Linked DNA regions of Sus scrofa: all the other regions are linked to region 2. Evidence: chromatin contacts called from public HiChIP or PLAC-seq data. All regions are on one chromosome and are shown on one strand. The core of a region is the stretch at or near the end of the contact, and the rest is flanking DNA. Distances in the headings are between cores, read along the strand shown.

The links. HiChIP or PLAC-seq counts read pairs in DNA pulled down with a chosen protein or histone mark.
Region 1: a contact with region 2 is called in an H3K27ac HiChIP or PLAC-seq map of alveolar macrophages. The contact joins the promoter of NOL10 here to the enhancer-like site in region 2. A contact is called at or near these places in 2 of 5 promoter capture datasets (fetal skeletal muscle and liver), 8 of 47 Hi-C or Micro-C datasets (alveolar macrophages, brain, embryonic fibroblasts and 5 more) and 2 of 2 datasets of contacts at active chromatin or transcription factors (alveolar macrophages and skeletal muscle).
Region 3: a contact with region 2 is called in an H3K27ac HiChIP or PLAC-seq map of alveolar macrophages. The contact joins two enhancer-like sites. A contact is called at or near these places in 1 of 5 promoter capture datasets (liver) and 1 of 2 datasets of contacts at active chromatin or transcription factors (alveolar macrophages).

What each region holds. Positions count from the first base shown.
Region 1 is chr3:125,859,887-125,863,078 of Sscrofa11.1, reverse strand. It overlaps NOL10 (nucleolar protein 10), which reads right to left and starts at 1,657. Exons shown (of 21, transcript XM_021087848.1): 1 at 1,436-1,657. The coding sequence starts at 1,501.
Region 2 is chr3:126,079,754-126,082,643 of Sscrofa11.1, reverse strand. No RefSeq gene overlaps it. Among named protein-coding and RNA genes, the nearest start is that of ODC1, 8.6 kb to the left of the region's middle. Within about 2 kb of position 1,468, at least 16 of the 83 cell types and tissues checked have an H3K27ac peak or open chromatin away from gene starts, as enhancers often do. A contact at or near this core is called in alveolar macrophages and omental adipose tissue, where this site is marked.
Region 3 is chr3:126,231,148-126,234,059 of Sscrofa11.1, reverse strand. No RefSeq gene overlaps it. Among named protein-coding and RNA genes, the nearest start is that of HPCAL1, 120 kb to the right of the region's middle. Within about 2 kb of position 1,394, at least 15 of the 83 cell types and tissues checked have an H3K27ac peak or open chromatin away from gene starts, as enhancers often do. A contact at or near this core is called in alveolar macrophages, where this site is marked.

The DNA of each region.
Region 1 (3,192 bases), core at 408-2,907, 220 kb after region 2:
ATGAAAGAACAAAATGAGACAGATCATATTATATGACAAACAACTGGAGCATAAGGAGTTACCTGCCTGGATTCCTTTTTTTTTTTTTTTTTTGTCTTTTTTCTTTTTAGGGCCGCACCCACGGCATATGGAGGTTCCCAGGCTAGGAGTCTAATCGGAGCTGTAGCCACCAGCCTACACCACAGCCAAAGCCACGCCAGATCTGAGCCACATCTAGGACCTACACCACAGCTCACGACAACACCAGATCCTTAACCCACTGAGCGATGCCAGGGATCGAACCCACAATGTCATGGTTCCTAGTCGGATTCGTTAACCACTGAGCCACGACAGGAACCCCTGACCCAAATTCTGAGAAAAATCTTCTGCGGCTCACAGAAATTCCAAGCTAGGAGTCAAATCGGAGCTGCAGCTGCTGGTCTACACCACAGCCACAGCAATTCAGGGATCCGAGCTTCGTCTCCGATCTACACCACAGCTTGTGGCAATGCTGGATCCTTAACCCACTGAGCAGGGCCAGGGATCGAACCCGCATCGTCATGGATACTAGTCAGGGTCGTTTCCACTGAGCCACAACAGAGACTCCCATCTGAGAAGAACCTAATCACTGGCTCCAAATCTTTTCGGGTCAGACACAAGGACAAGTTACATTTATTCTGATTCCCAAGGGCAAGACTCAGACCAACAGCAGCACCCCAGAAAGTGGTATGTTTTAAAACAACAAGTAGTCTCAAAATGAAAAAGAGCTTCTACAAAAAGTGCTTTGACAGTGGCTTGACCCTGACTTTTAAGAAATAACATCCCAGCTTCAGAGTCTAGGTGTGTGACTCGGACAAAGCTACCGTTCCCCTCAGTGGATCTTTTGCATGTTTTAAACACGAAAGACTGGAAGAGAATCACTGACTTTCCAAGCCCCTTCCAATTCTTAGGTCCCAAGACTCAAAGAAATCAAGACAAGGTTCAGAAATACTGCCGTCTGCACCATAAATGCTGCAGATGCAAAGTCTGCCTTTCTCGTCACTGCTGTATTCTCGAACTTGCCATATAACAGGAATTCAACCAGCAGCTGTTGGGCGGGCATTAATATGGGAAGAAATAATCAACCGGTCCACGTTTTCCTCCTCGGTGTAGCAGCCACTGTGAACATCCTTAAAAGCCCAAAGGGACACCTCCTCTGTTCTAGAGAACTTTACCCCAAAAAAGTTAAGGCAAAGCTCATCGATCCTGATCTCCTCTGGGCCCAGCTTCTGGCGCGGTGACAGCTAGTCCTCGTCCCCCAGCACGGACTAGCTCCCCCGGGGCACCGTCACTCGCCAGTGGCCCTCCCTGAGTCTGGGGCTGACCCGGGCCCCGCTGAAACAGGTGGAATCGGCCAGGGACAGGGCCGAGGAGAGGGGCGGCTGCTCGGCGAGGAGCAGGACCCGGCAGGACTCACCTCGGGAAGGGACTTGCCACAGCTGAGGCTGTAAATCTTCACCTCGTTGAGGCTGGAGACCTGCATGGCGACGCCGAAAAGCTGCGGCCCGAGTTTTTGTCCAGGACCCGCTCCCTACAGGGCTCACGAGCATCAGAACCTTAGGTCCTCCTGGGGCGCCGGGGGAGCGTGGAGGCCATGCACAGCGTGGGGCGCCGGCGCGGGCGCTGAGTGATGACGCACTTCCGGGCGCCGGGGGTGGTGGACGCGTCCATCCCGGAAGCGGGAAGCTGGGGGGTTAGAGAAGAGGAACTAGCGAGGCCGGGGGTCTCTGGGCGACCTTAACGTGGGGAGAGCCAGGAGCCGCTCTCCCTCTTCTCAGCTAGGAGCGGAGGAAGCCTTTAGGGTCGCTGCTCTGGCCGAAGTGTCGAGGTCCCAAGGAGGGCGGTGCTGACCTGGCAGACCGAAGCCTTGAGGGGCGGGGGGTCAGGGATCCCAGGGAGAGAATGCAGCCTGTGAGCAAATTCAGAATGGAAGTGTGGTCCTTTCTCAGCAGTGTTTCTACAACATTACATTAAAAATAAATGCTTTTAAATGTTGATGTATTGGAGTTCCCATCCTGGCTCAGCAGTAACAAATCCAACTAGTATCCATGAAGATGTGGGTTCCATCCCTGGCCTGGCTCAGTGGGTTAAGGATCCCCTGTTGCTGTGAAACTCAGGTGTAGGTCACAGACGCCGCTTGGGTCCCACGTTGCTGTATCTGGCTGTGGTGTAGGCCGGCAGCTGCACTCCGATTTGACCCCTAGCCTGGGAACTTTCATATGCCCTGGGTGCACCCTTAAAAAAACAAAAAATTAAAAATCAAAAAGATTTGATGTATTAAAAGATAGTTGGGGAGTTCCCATCGTGGCTCAGTGGTTAACGAATCCTACTAGGAACCATGAGGTTGCGGGTTTGATCCCTGGCCTTGCTCAGTGGGTTAAGGATCCGGCGTTGCTTTGAGCTGTGGTATGGGTCACAGACAAGGACTGGATCCCCGTGTTAATGTGTCTGTGGTGTAGGCTGGTGGCTGCGGCTCCAGTTGGACCCCTAGCCTGGGAACCTCCATATGCCGTGGAAGCGGCCCTAGAAAAGGCAAAAATATATATATATACATAAAATAAAATAAGATAGTTATTTTCAGGAGTTCCCACTGTGGCACAGTGGGTTAAGAACCTGACTGCAGCAGCTCTGGTTATTGTGGAGGCAGGGAATGGAGGCTTGGGTTTGATCCCCAGCCTAGGACAGTGGGTTAAAGGCTCTGAGGCAGTTGTGGCATAGGCTGTCTGGGACTCAATCCTTGGCCCAGGAACTTCATATGCCTTGGGTTTGGCCATTTAAAAGAAAAAGAAAAAAAAAAAAAAAAGGTTATTTTCATCTCCATTCATTTAACATCCATCCTGTAGGGGAGCAAAATTTGCCCCCAAAATGTCTCTTTGGCATGCTGATTTCAGCGGAAAACAATCAAAGCCCAAAATAATGAAGAAAGGAAGAAATTTTGACCTCCTGGACTGCTTCAAAGAATGTAAATAGAGGACCTGGGAGCTGTGACCTAGACAACTCTAGTAAGACCTGTGTGGAAGGGGAAGACCCTTGCAAGTCTGTGAAAATTTCTTTCTGTGTTGCATTGTCTCTGCCTCGCCAGGCCAGCATTTGTTTACCAAACATTTGCTTTTTAATCTCCCTGTGATTTGCCTTCCTTGCCTTTGAAGCCCCAAACCACTGCCCCAAACATCT
Region 2 (2,890 bases), core at 219-2,718:
CAATGCTGGTCCTTACCCACTGTGCCATGAGGGAACTCCAGAGACCTGTGATTTGTATTTGCTACATGACAGATGAACTCATGGGAATTTCTTCCCGTGTCCTATCTAAAATTAGGAGGATAAAGATTCAGAATAGGAGTTCCCGTTGTGGTTCAACAGATTAAGAACCTGATCAGTATCCATGAGCATGCGAGTTCGGTCCTTGGCCTCGATCAGTGCGTTAAGGAGCCAGCGTTGCTGTGAGCTATGGTGTAGGTCGCAGGTGGCAGATGCAGCTTGGATCTGGCATTGCTGTGGCTGTGGTGGAGGCCGGCAGCTGTAGCTCTGATTCAAGCTCTAGCCTGGGAACCTGCATATGCCACGAGTGTGGCCCTAAAAAGACAAAAAAGCAAAAACAAAAACAAAAGGTTTGGAATATTTTCCTTTGGTCATTTATTCATTCGTTCAATATGTGTTGATGTTGAGTGTCTCCAACATGCTGGTGGTGTGTGGGGCAAGGGACGAGCCCCCTCTGGAGCTTCTGTGGGCTGGGCTCCTGGGGGCCTGCGGGGAACTGATGGGGAAGGACCCTGACCTTCTCCCAGCGCTCCAAGAAAACCGTCTCTTTGTTTTATTTTCTCTTAAGCTCCTGGTGACGGCGTCTGACCCAACATGCCGCAGCACCTCTGCTGGCTTTTGCCTCGGCCCCGTTTCTGCCCGAGCCCCACCCCAGTGGGGCCCCACCTCTGGGAATCCCCAGAGCCCGCAAGGCTTCTTCCTCCTGCGGCGGGAGCAGCGTGCGAAGGGCCCTTGCACAACCTGGGCCTCCTGGAAGGCGTGTACTCGGCCTAAGCGTCCCTTTGCTGCCAAGTCAGAACCGAGACCATCCGAATAGCCTCTGGCATCTCGCCGGACTGAGCCACGGGGGGCCCTGGCTGCAGAGCTCCGGAGGAGAGGCTGCAGGAGGGTCTGAAGGGGATGCTTGTTGCCTCCCGTCGGACAGCCGGGAGCCCTCGTGCCGGGCCAGGGCCCCTCCAGCCACTTTGGAGATGCACGGAGGAGGCCCCGGCCTGCGAGAGCTTATCGTCAGAGAGGGCTGCTGTCCCCAGGCTTGTGTCCGAGTGTTCTGGTCACTGGGGCGGCGGTCACACAGGGTGCCACTGTGGGGCCCCAGGGCAAAGGCAGGAACTCTGCTCTGGGTATTAGAAACAGCTCGTGGAGAGGTCTGGGCTTGGAAAGGCTGGACCAGGGAGAGTTGGGGAGGGGCCCAGGACACGCAGGACAAGATCAAGACCAGGGGACACAGAGAGGCAGCTGGCCATGGGCCCAGCCTCCCTCGGGGAGAGGACAGAGGGCTCATTCTGGGGGCAGCGCCCGGCCCCCAGGGGCTAGTCCTCCATCCAGCAGACAATCTGACTCTGGCCTCATCCTGTGCTTCCCACCTGCCCACCCAAATCCTTGCAGACAACGGGACCTGGCGAGCTCAAGGGGCGAGGAGTCCCCTCCCTGCCCTGAGTACAGAACCTTCTACTCTGGCACGCCATGCCCTGTATCGCTCAGGCCAGAGCAGGCAAGACTGTTCAGAAGGGGGAATGGCACGAGGTGGGAACCCATCTCGGCGATAAGAGCATATCGAAGCGATGCAGGGTGCCCCGCCCACCACAGGGCCAGATCAGCAGGAGCCCGGGCCACCTGCCCCGTGGGGGCTGTCCGGCGGGGACTGGAACCACTGAGGGAGGCGCTGACCAGAGGGGCTGGAACCCAGGGGAAGCAGCCAGTCCTGGGGAGAGTCAGGAGGGAGAGGAGGCTTCTGTTCCCACCAGGGCCTCTGGATTGGAAGCTGTTGGCCAGAGAGCCAGCACGCGTGTTTCCTGGGTCAGCCCCCATCTCCACTCCCCTCAAGAAAAGAGCAGGACCTGGGGGGCGGGGGGGGGGTAGGGAATGGGTCTGGGATCAAACAAGCCAGGGATGGGCATGGTTCGAATCTTCCTGCCTCCCCAGGAGGACACTTCCTACGAAGAGCCTGGTAAGCAAGTAAGTGTTACATTACTCGCTGGCGTAAGCAGCAGGGGAAATTAATCATCTCACATAACCACAAGTCTCAGGGAAGGGAGGCTCCGGTGTCATTCACACAGAGCCTCGAGAGCGCCGGAGACCCGGGTCTTCCCATCTGTCTCACTTCCGTGGGCAGAGTGGAGACCCAGCTGCCCTTGTGGTTCTAAGACGGCCCCGGTTCTGGGCATCAGGAGCAGACAAGGCAGAGGACCCAGCAGGAGAGAAAGGGCCTCCCTTCCCCTATGTCTCTCTTTACCCAACAAATCCTTTTCCCCAGCGGACTTCCCTTCCCGTCTGGTGGGTGGAACGGACCGCATGCTCTGGCCTCCTCCATCCCGAGAAAGAGAGTAGCACCTCTGTGGTTGACTTAAGCTGATCACGATGCCCCGCCAGCCCTGGAGATGGGCTCAGACCTCCTATGCCGCTAGCGTGGTTACTTGGAAGACGCTGTCTGTTACGGGTTAAATTGGTGTCACCCCACCCCCCGCCCCCATACATACCTTAACGTCCTAAGCCCCTCAGAACGTGCTCTCATTTGGAGATAGGGGTTTTTTTTAATAGGCGTTGTTGCGTTCAATGAAATCATTAGGATGGCATTAGAACGGGCCATAATCCAATCTGACTTTGTTGTTGCCGGGTGCTTTTTTTTGTGGGGGGGGTCTCTGCCAAGGCATGTGAAAGTTCTCAGGCCAGGGATCAAACCCCCACCACAGCAGCGACCTGGCCCGCTGCAGTGACGATGCCTGACCCTTAACCCACTGCACACCAGGGAACTCCCAATATGACGTGTAAAAGGGGGAAATTTGGGTGCAGAGAGACAAGCACAGAGAGATGTAAAGGCACAGGGGGAAGCCAT
Region 3 (2,912 bases), core at 145-2,644, 150 kb before region 2:
GCGCTGTGGGAGAAGGGAGATCTTGGAGATACAAGGTGCCACCTGAGCACCCTCTTCAGGAGCACCCAGGGCTCCCCCACCGCTGCAGCTCAGAGACAGGAGCTGAACGGGTTGGTGATGGTCTCAAGGGTCAGAGGCTGGCACAGATGCCAGGTTGAGTAGGAAGGCACAGCATGGCGCTGATGGGCCCTGCGAAGCCAGCGGAAAACAAATGGAGCCCCGAGGGGACCAGGCACCCCTCCTCGCACGCCCAGCAGACGCACCCACCGCGGTCCGAAGTTCCCGGGATAGGGGTCTCACGGGAGCCACATCTGTCCCAGCCTACGCCACAGCCACAGCAAGGCCAGATCGGAGCCGCATCTGCGACCTACGCCACCGCACATGGCAACGCCGGATCTTTAACCCGAGGCCGGGGATGGAACCTGTGTCCTCATGGCTACTAGTTGGGTTCATTATGACAGAGCCACAATGGGAACTGCTTTTTTTTTTGTGGATGTCTTGATTTTTGGTTTGGAAAATACGACCACTGATCCTGTGCCAGCTCGCACCCTAAGACTTCTGCGGGGACATACATCCGGAGGGACATTCGTGACCTGTCCCATCCCAGCCGCACTAATATCTGGAAACTTCCATCCACAGATAGGCTCATTCCCTCCCTAAGACACCCAGCGGTGAAGCCCAGACAGGGGACCTGCCTTCTGAGTCTGGTGACAGGCGGCAGAGGAGTGAGGAGCGGCCTCAGGGCACACAGGACGCGCAGGAATCTGTGCTTGTGTCTGAACTTCAGGCAGGGATCTGAGTCCATCGCTTTGCCTTCACCTCTGCTGCGATTCTCTTGCAAGAAGCAAGGAAGGCTGAGCCCCTGCCCGGGCCATCGGAGGGGACCGTGCAAGGACCTCCTGGGGCAGAAAGGGAAGAGCACATGGAGAGCCACCATGCGTGCCTTACGTGCGTCACAGAGCGGGATGCACAGGCCTATGGGGCCAGACCTCTTCCCGCGGGGCCCTGAGCTGGGAGGAGGCGCCTGGAGCCAGAAGGGCTGCCGGCCCGCTACCAGGAGGGACGGCTCTGAGAGGTGAGGGGCAGGGCCTGCCCACCAGGGACCGGATGTCTGGGGAGGGAAGTCACTTTATTTCATTCTGGAATCAGCCTCAGGAGGAGGGATGCGCTCTAATCCCTGCTTCTCAGAGATGAGGAAATCCAGGCTCAGAGAAGCTGAGCAACATGCCCAAGGCCACACAGCGGCGAATGGATTGTCAGAAGCTCAAGTCCGAAGGTCTGACCCCTGGTCAGGGATGGCATTTCAGGAACGCAGGCCCCAGGCCCTGGCAGGCACCGAGCTCCCTGCTGGCTGGCCGGCTGGCGGAAGTGGCTCTGCTCTGGGCAGGAAGCCTGCCTCCAATGCTGAGTCACTCTGACCCCCGGCTGGTGCAGCAGGAGGAAGGTGGCTGCCCAGGCTGTGGTGACTGCTTGGCCCTTTGCTCCCCAGGGCTCCCAGCAGCCCCCAGTGGCCCGTCCAGTTACGGACAGGCCAAGACCCTGGCCACTGCAGGGCCTGGTGAGGCCCCAATGTGCCCTCATCCACGGCGTGTTTTCTGGCCTGGGACTGCCCCATGGTGAAGTGGAGCCCTCACTCCAGCTTGGGGGTTGCTGGCAGGTACCCCATCATTGCGAAGCCCAGCCATGGCGCTGTGAGGAAGATCCAGGGGAGCTGGTGCTGGCGGCCAGAGGGGCGTCAGGGAGGTGACATTTGAGCTTTGAGATGAGTCTGAAGCGTGAAAAGTGCTTGATAAGCGGAGAAAGGGCAGAGGGGCCTCTCCTGAACAGAAAGTCTTTGGCAGATACCCTGTTTCACTCCGGTCTCTGCCTCCAGCCCTAGGAAACCAGCAATCGACGAAGAAATAAAATGATTTTTACATTGGGTGTTAGGTCTCTGCAGATCCCTGCCTCAACTGTTTGGATAATGGATGTGTGCTGACTTTTGCTGTTTGGCTGTGCCCACGGCAAGTGAAAATTCCCGGGCCAGGGATTGAACCCATGCCATAGCGGTGACAATACCAAATCCTTAATTGCTAGGCCAGCAGGGAATGCCTGTGCGAACCTTTTGATCCAGTGCCTTCCCTGGGGAAGCCCTAAGACACCCCTAGGTAGTCAATGTTCCAGTCTGATGCCCTCCCTTTAAAGTCTACAAAGTCTATTTTACTCCAACTCCTTTTTCATGGGCATCTTTCTAAGATACTACGAGGCGTGCCCCCAAAAGTCATTCTTCTCCTGTTCCTTAACACCAGTATCCCGAATTGTATTTACTTATTTATTTATTTATGTTTGCTTTGGGGGGCTTCACCCGCCGCATGTGGAGGTTCCCAGGCTAGGAGTTGAATCGGAGCTATAGCTGCCGGCCTCCACCACAGCCACAGCAACGCCACATCCGAGCCTCATCTTCCACCTACACCACAGCTCATGGCAATGCCAGATCCTTAACCCATGGAGCGAGGCCAGGGATCGAACCCGCGTCCTCATGGTTCCTAGTCAGATTTGTTTCTGCTGCGCCATGACGGGAACGCCAACAGTATCCCAGATTTCTTTGGAGTTGCAGAGGTCTCATTTAGGGACCACGCATTTTCTAGCTTCCTGATTGGCAAGGGTGACCACATAACAAAGTTCTGGCCCATGAAATGTGAGCAGAAGGGTTGTGTGGCACTGCTTTCTCTTTAGAAACAAGTGAGATGACTTTTTCCCCTTTTGTCATCCTTCTGCTAGAACAAGTATGTAAGTGCTGGAGCTTTTGCAGCCATTCTGGGCCAGAAGTGACTTTGAGAGTAAAGGTGATGCAAGGAGGGGAAACACAAGAAAAGAAGCCGGAGTTCCTGGCACCGGGACCACTTAAATTCCTGTCTCTGGGCTACTTGGAA